Linked DNA regions of Mus musculus: region 2 is linked to region 1. The links are chromatin contacts, called in public HiChIP or PLAC-seq maps. All regions are on one chromosome and are shown on one strand. The core of a region is the stretch at or near the end of the contact, and the rest is flanking DNA. Distances in the headings are between cores, read along the strand shown.

The links. HiChIP or PLAC-seq counts read pairs in DNA pulled down with a chosen protein or histone mark.
Region 2: an H3K27ac HiChIP or PLAC-seq map of double positive thymocytes shows a contact between it and region 1, with 6 read pairs. The contact joins two enhancer-like sites. A contact is called at or near these places in 2 of 15 datasets of contacts at CTCF or cohesin (embryonic stem cells and large pre-B cells), 8 of 484 Hi-C or Micro-C datasets (the HL-1 cell line and embryonic stem cells), 7 of 115 datasets of contacts at active chromatin or transcription factors (CD8 T cells, acute myeloid leukemia, double positive thymocytes and 3 more) and 1 of 9 other capture datasets (embryonic stem cells).

What each region holds. Positions count from the first base shown.
Region 1 is chr1:127,231,851-127,235,514 of GRCm38.p6, reverse strand. All of the region lies in intron 1 of Mgat5 (mannoside acetylglucosaminyltransferase 5), which reads right to left. Among named protein-coding and RNA genes, the nearest start is that of Mgat5, 29 kb to the right of the region's middle. Within about 2 kb of position 2,119, at least 68 of the 459 cell types and tissues checked have an H3K27ac peak or open chromatin away from gene starts, as enhancers often do. A contact at or near this core is called in double positive thymocytes, where this site is marked.
Region 2 is chr1:127,468,391-127,472,054 of GRCm38.p6, reverse strand. Mgat5 (mannoside acetylglucosaminyltransferase 5) reads right to left here. Exons shown (of 18, transcript NM_145128.3): 15 at 2,747-2,863; 16 at 480-554. All of the region lies in intron 1 of Gm41947 (a long non-coding RNA gene), which reads left to right. Among named protein-coding and RNA genes, the nearest start is that of Gm41947, 9.2 kb to the left of the region's middle. Within about 2 kb of position 1,739, at least 20 of the 459 cell types and tissues checked have an H3K27ac peak or open chromatin away from gene starts, as enhancers often do. A contact at or near this core is called in double positive thymocytes, where this site is marked.

The DNA.
Region 1 (3,664 bases), core at 870-3,369:
ACACATCCACAGACTTAACCAATCATAGATAGAAAAATATCCAGGAAAAAAGAAAAGAGCTGCTTTGGGGGACCGGGGATGTAGGTCAATCACAAACCCTGGGCTCCGGCTCCAGCTCCAGCTCCAGCTCCAGCATGCATAAGCCCTCCGTGGGAGCCCAGAGGGTGTAGGCAAGAGGAGGAGATAGATGGTCAAGGTCACCTTTGGCTACACAGCCTTTACTATGTAAAAACCCTCTTCCCTAGAGAAAAGGAAACTTGTTTGGCTCTAGTCCTGAATACACATAGAACTTTCTTTTTCTTGTCACACTCCCTACACAATATTGTATCAAAAGCACTGATATTATGTTACGTATTAAAAACAGAGAATCAACTTCAGGCACAGGGGGTGTACGTTGTTACAGAAGGGACTGGAGCAGCTCAGATATTAGTGTCCAAAGTGGCCTCAGGACCAGTTCCTCGGCAAACTGAAGGCATGCAACATTCCAGCCGGCCTTATGGCCATAGCCACAGCTGGAGTTCCGCAGTCAAGTTTACTTCCAGGATTGAAGAAGAAGAAGAGCTAAGGAAGAGGATGGCTGGCAGGACTTATTTGTCAACCAGAGATTTCACTACCAGGTTCAAGACTGGAAGGGAGGGGAGGGGAAACTGGTACCAACAACTCTTCAATCCCATCACATTTCATTTCTAGCAGGCTATTACTTTTTTTTAACTGACTCTTCAGGCATGAAAAATGTACATTTCATGAAACTCACACTGCAGCTTTTAATTGCAGCGAATATTCTTCCACTGCCTCTTGCTGTGAAAAGATCCCGGCTTCTTCCACCAAAAAGACTCAACCGTTTTATCTGCTCGTAGGCATCCATCATAAGTAATGCCAATATCTTAGAGCTAAAAGGGGGGCTTTTTAAACTTTCTAAGGGTTTAATCAATAGGGTCCTTTTCACAGAAGGCTGAGCTGCCTGCAGAGAATATGAACACCTCTTTTCTCTTTATTCGAATTTAAAATGACAACACACTTTATATAGCACAGCTATTACATTGCAGGTACAGCATTAGGCTCTTGTTTTCAATTATTCTGATGTTCACATCCATTATCCCATCTTAATAGTAAAAATATTAAATGATTAAGAATTTCAAAGAGTCTTATGTTACAAAACCATTCTCTCGAGCAAAAGAGAAACAAAGGGAGAGAAAAGAGAGGGAGAGAGGGATGGAAGGATAAAGGAAGGGAGAAAGAAAGGGGGGACTAAGATGGAAGAAAGGAGGGAAGGCAGGCAGGGTACAAATATTAACATCAATGTTGAAATTCCAATCATAAATGAAAATTTTGGCTTTATTTGTCATTCATTTATGTATTTATTCACGTGTTCTTTTTTGACACAGATTTTCAATATACCATGAGCTGACCTTGCATTCCCTGTCTGTCTCCCTCCTCCTTCCTTCCCAGTGCTAGGACTATAGGCCTATGTCACCACGAACACTGTGGAGGTTTGAATGTTCCCCATTCCCTGCCGCACACACACCACAGGCTCATATATTTGAATGCTTAGTACCCAATTGATGCTAAATTGTTTGTTAGGATTAGGTGATCTTGTTGCTGGAGGAGGTATGTCACTGGGAGTGGGCCCACACCAGGCCCTGTGGTGCGCTCTCTCTCTCTCTCTCTCTCTCTCTCTCTCTCTCTCTCTCTCTCTCTGTGTGTGTGTGTGTGTGTGTGTGTGTGTGAGTCTCCTTGCCCCTGTCTCTCTGTCTCTCTCTCTCTCTCTGCCTGCTGCTGCCTGTGGATTAGGATGCAAAGCCCTCAGATACTGCTCCAGCCCAATGCCTGTCTATTTCCCCGCCATGATGCTAAGGGGATAACTCTGAAACATATCCCTCCCCTGCCCCCTCTCCTCCTACCTGATCCCTACGCCTAGTCTAAGAAGTATTATTTTATTTCTTCCCCCTGTGTAATCAGTTAGTTCCTTATCAAACTGTGTGCTGGGACAGGATAGGCACACACATTAATGAGTTGTTTTATGATCAGACACCAGGATATGACTAAGAACAGACTAACCTGCCCTTAAAGCATTACGACTGGGGGGGAGGAACTTAAAAGACAAAGGTTAAGGAGCCAACATCAAAGACACCTAAACAGCCTGTGAAAGAGCCTAGGAGAAAGCTTAGTCAAGGCTCTCTGCTCTCAAGTGTACAGGAAGCAATGGCACAGGGAAGGGATATTTGAAAGATGACAAAGGTCCTGAGTTACTGAGTCTACTGACGGGAAGGGACTTTATTTTCACATGTGCTGTTCACACCTTTGATTACACACGAACACACACACATCCTTACCAGACTTTCCCTGCTCTACTTTTAACATGAAACTGGAAGTCAGCGGTTAACCAACTGGCTCAGCAGCAAAGGGCAACACCAGAATTTAAACTGGCTCCCACTTACCCCTCAAAGCTTAGGGTTTACTTCTAGATCAAGTTTCAAAATTCAGCAAGACTGGACCCTGGGTTCCTAATGTGTGTGTGTGTGTGTGTGTGTGTGTGTGTGTGTGTGTGTTGGGGGGAGGGGTGGTAATCCTTAAAGGATAAAAAAAAAATCAATGTACATACAAAAAAAAGGAAGAGGGAAAGAAAGGAGGGGAGGCACAGAAGAAGAAATGAAGGTGAGGGAGGAGGGAAAGACAGAGAAAAGAAGGAGGGAGGCAGGAAAGGAAGAAGAATGGAGAAGAGAGGGGAGGGAGGAATGGGAGGAGGGGGGAGGAGAGAGGAGGAGGATTGGGGAAGAGGAGGGAGGAAGAGGGGGGAGGAGAGAGGAGGGGAGGGGAGGAGAAGGAAGGCAAGGAATGGGGAAGGAGAAGGAAGAGAGGGAGAGAAACAGCAGAAGGAGGGCTAGAATCTAAAACTATAGACCTTCTGCTGAGTGTGTAGGCTCGAGACTGAGTACCTGCAAAAGGCTAAGAATCTCTGCAAATCCCAGTCTAGAGACAGGGGAGTCCATGCCCAGCATAGCAGAAGTCAGTAAGTAAATACGATGGTCTCCACACAGTAGGCTTGGAAAGAGCCAGAAGCAGGGTAACCTCATGGCCTCTCCCTAAGAGCGCCTTAGCTGCCAACCATGGGGAGATACAGAGAAGCATGGTGTCTGTCTACACAAGCCACTAAGTCTGGTCTCCCACCATCAAGGACTGGGCCAGCCAGCCAGAGGCTTTCTAGACGGAGTCATACATCCCACTGGCCAGATATAAGCACAGGCTCCCACCTAGTGTACATTAATTTATTTAAAACAAAACACATACTACTGTCAATTTATGAAATTATATCTTAAAGCATTAGTTTTAGTGGGGAATAAATGGACACTTCCCTATCTTCTTCCCATATCCAAAAGGGTTCTTATGAATGGCAAATTTTAGAACCCACTGTCTTGGACTTGCAATATTGTTCTTGCTTGGAATCCAATGGCTTTGACCTTCACGGTACCTGAGCCAGGTGGCTAGCACACTTCCTGGTTCACTGTCCAGGACTCGGCTCTCAGGACTCCTGGGCTATTCTCCTTCCATAGAGTTCTGCATCCACTGCCTTCCAAATTTTTCTGTAGTTCTTCACTCTATTCATCAGGTTTCTGACCCGAGTCTTCCCGAAGTCCTCCACTCCATCAGGTCTCCGGTCTCACCA
Region 2 (3,664 bases), core at 490-2,989, 240 kb before region 1:
GAGATCCCTACACTTGCAAGGCAAGCACTTCACTGACTAGGGATATCTTTCCAGACCCCAAACCTTTGCTTTTGTGTGTGTGTGTGTGTGTGTGTGTGTGTGTGTGTGTGTGTGTGGTGTGAGAAATGAAGGCAGGACTGAGAGCTACTGTCTTTCACCCTTCTTGGTCCTCAAGATGCCTTGGTCTGCTCAGGGTACAATCCAGTGTTCGGGAAGGAGGCCATCTTTACCACTCAAATGTCAGTGTCCATATGACCTTTCACTGCCCTGGAGAACACACTCCAAGGGAAGACTGGCTCCCTTGGGTGACCATGACAGTGCAACATTTAAAAATGACGAGTTGTCATGGAGTCACGTGAAGTTTTCCAAAGCAGGCAACTAACCAGAGAAGTGCACCAAGTGAGGGCTGGGAAACAGGAAGTGGGACATAGCACGCACGTGCAAACACACACACACACACACACTTTGGAAGGCCTTACCTGTTTTTCAATGAAAGCGTTGATTCTCTGCAGCATGCCTTCACATGTGAACTCATATGGCATATACGGCTCAATCTGCAGAAACAACAGGGCACTGTGAAAGGGGACATGGGACACGAGGTACTTACTAGTTCTCACACAGGAGCGTTAAAACTACAGACAGACCTGGAACTGGACAGACTGGGCTCAGGCCCCATTGTGCTCCTCTCTAGACCCTGAACAAACTCCCTTCCCCAAAGTCTTAGGTACCTGATGTGTAAACAAGTTGCAAGAAGAAGCTGTGTTAAGTCGTTAACTGTTCTCTGTTAAGCTGTGGCGAAGGTACATGGGAAACTGCTTGGATAGTGTCAAGCACATAGTAGGGCTTCAAAAGGGTGGACATTACCACTTGCTAGTAGGTGGACCATGTGGGATAAAGCTTATGGCTGTGGATCACCAGCACCCCAGGGCTGGGCAGAGTGCAGGGATTTAGCAAACATCAGGTGAATGAAGACATGGTCGCTGCTCTGAGGGACGCATAGAGAGAGAAAGGGCTGGTCTGCAGTAGTGGTTGAGGTGGGAATGTATCCAAAGAACTCACGCTACAAACCAAAGGGATGAAGTGCCAAGACCATGGAGCTCAGCTAGAGGCCTTAGGAGGGCTGAACTTCTTTTACTCTGAGAAAATGTCTTATATAGTCTAAGCTGGTAGCCTTGCTATATAGGTGAGGGTGACCTTGAACTTCTGATCCTCCTGTCTCCACCTCCTGGATGCTAGAATCAGACATGTGGTATTATATCTGGCTTATTTGGTACTGGGGATGGAACCTAGGACTTGTGCATGCTAGGCAAGTATTCTTCCAGCTGCGGATCAGCCTTAGTCCAGAGGGCGAGTTATGATATGAAAATACGAGAGAACCGAAGCTTGGGATTGGGAGCTGGAGAGACAAGGTACAGTGTGGTTTATGGCTTCACAATAGCCCTGTGATTTCTATACAGGAGCTTAAATATCATGGAAGGGGGACAGGGAGAAGATCATGGGATGAAGGAAGCATTCTGATGGCCACTGAGGCATCTGAGGGAAGGGCAGGAAAGATGGCACTGGGCTCTGCTACATGGCATCAGCTGGCACCCTGACACCTGTGTCCTCTGCATTACATAACAGGAAGTGGAGATCACATGTCAGAGGAAGTCACCAGCAGTCCATCTATATGGAGCCCACGGCATTGTTGGTGATGGGGCAGAGGACCACCGTTAGTAGTTCCTTCTTGAGTCTGTGTTTACGGATCGCCTCACAGCTCACTTACACAAACAGGAAATAACCAAAGGGGAAGGTGCTTGAGAGGAGAAGGCAGGGAGGCTGTGCCTCAGAGTTTCCAAAGCAGTCCTGGGCAAACTAAACTCCCACAGGATGGCAGACTCCCTATGGAGGCAGACGTTTGGGGGGCAGCTCAATCTATGGTGGGCACAGACATCCCCTGTCTTCCCAGAATGACTTGGAGAGTGCCCTGTATACAAAAGGCATTTAAGCAATGCTTTTTAAACTGATCAGATACGTCTAGAATGGTTACTTTAACAAGATTCTACCTCATGTTTAGGTAGAAAAAGAGACCATACTCTGTAGAAAACTATGAGACTGGGGATAATGACCAACTTCAGATCTGTGGCCCCAAGTGTCTCATGGGTGGGGCATGTCTGCAATTTTGCTGCTGGAGGTGGAGACAGGTGGATCGCTAGAGCTCACTGGCCAGCCTGCCAGGCCAATGTGCTTGAGACTTAGTGAAAAATACAAGTCTCAAGAAAAATACAGTGGAGAGCAACAGAGAACTCACACACATGTGAATGCATGTGTAACACACCCAAGTTCACAGAAACATGTAAATGCACACACATACACACCCTACTTTATAACTTTTACCCTTTTGGGTTAGGTAGGATAAGCTACCAATTTTCTACAGATCTCTCCAAGGACAGGATTAGATCATGTGAACATGTATGACTCTAGCCGCTCTCTTCATGCCTGGGACCCATGAGCCTAAAAGGCCTGTCAGCAGGGTCTGAGACCCAAGCCCACATCTGCCACCAGCTGTTTTGTATCTCCCAGAGCCTCCTCAAAATCCTCAGGCCAGATGCTATGGCTAGGCTATGGTCTGCTCTGTTTACTGACAGCAAGGGACTGCAATGTCCCACATGTGTTCCAGGGCACAGGTCAAATGCAGGCAGGTGGAAAAACAGACAAAACAAACAAACAAACAAACAAACAAACAAACAAACAAACAAACAGCAACCTTCTGGTTTAAGATGGCTTTTACTGCATCTTCTACTTCCTCTCGGTTATTGAGATCCACAGTCCAGACGTGTGGCCGGCCGATGAAGACTTCTGCGTAAGGATGCTGGGATGTCAGCTGTAAGACAGAAGACATGCTGCCTCTTAGTTTCATAGATGCACAGCTGCTCAGATAAAGGTGTGGGCTAGACAAGGCATTCTGTCTTTACACGTCAAGTCAAGTTGAACTTAAACAGGAGATGAAGCGTTCTTGTCCTCCCTGTAGCAAACAAAACCTTCTAACAGGCAGATAGAAAAAAAAAAATAGAGTGATGTCTTGAACTTTTGAAGCCCATTTGGAAATAGAACAGTGTCATAACAAAGAGCTCAGACAGCTGTTCCTAGGTGAACTCAGGGCCTCTATACAGGAAGTCAGCACTCTATCACTGAGCAGGGCCTGTGGCCTTCCACGGTGGTCAGTATGGATTGTCAGACTGACAGGATCTAACCTCTGGACATGTCTGATAGAGTTTCTAGATTTTGTTGGTTGTGAAGGGAAGCCCCACCCCAATATGGACAGTACCATCCTTTGGGCCAACGTAGAGGACTATATAAAAAAAGAACGAGCAAGCAGACAGCACCATCCACCATCTCTCTGCTTCCTGACTGTGGCTGCCATGGGACCAGCTGCCTCAGGCTCCTGCTGCCTGCCCGTCCAGGACAGACTTGTACCCCTGAAGTATGAGCCAAACTAACGCCTCCCTCTTTGAGCTCCCTTTTGTTGGTTACTGTGTCACAGCAGTACAACCTTACAGTATCTTGGGCACTTGGGGACTTAGTCTCAGCCAAAAATCACCTCCGTAAATTTAGCATCTATTCTCCTGGCTAGGATGGACAGGTACATACAGAAAAAATAATAAAGATCAAAGCCGTGAACCAG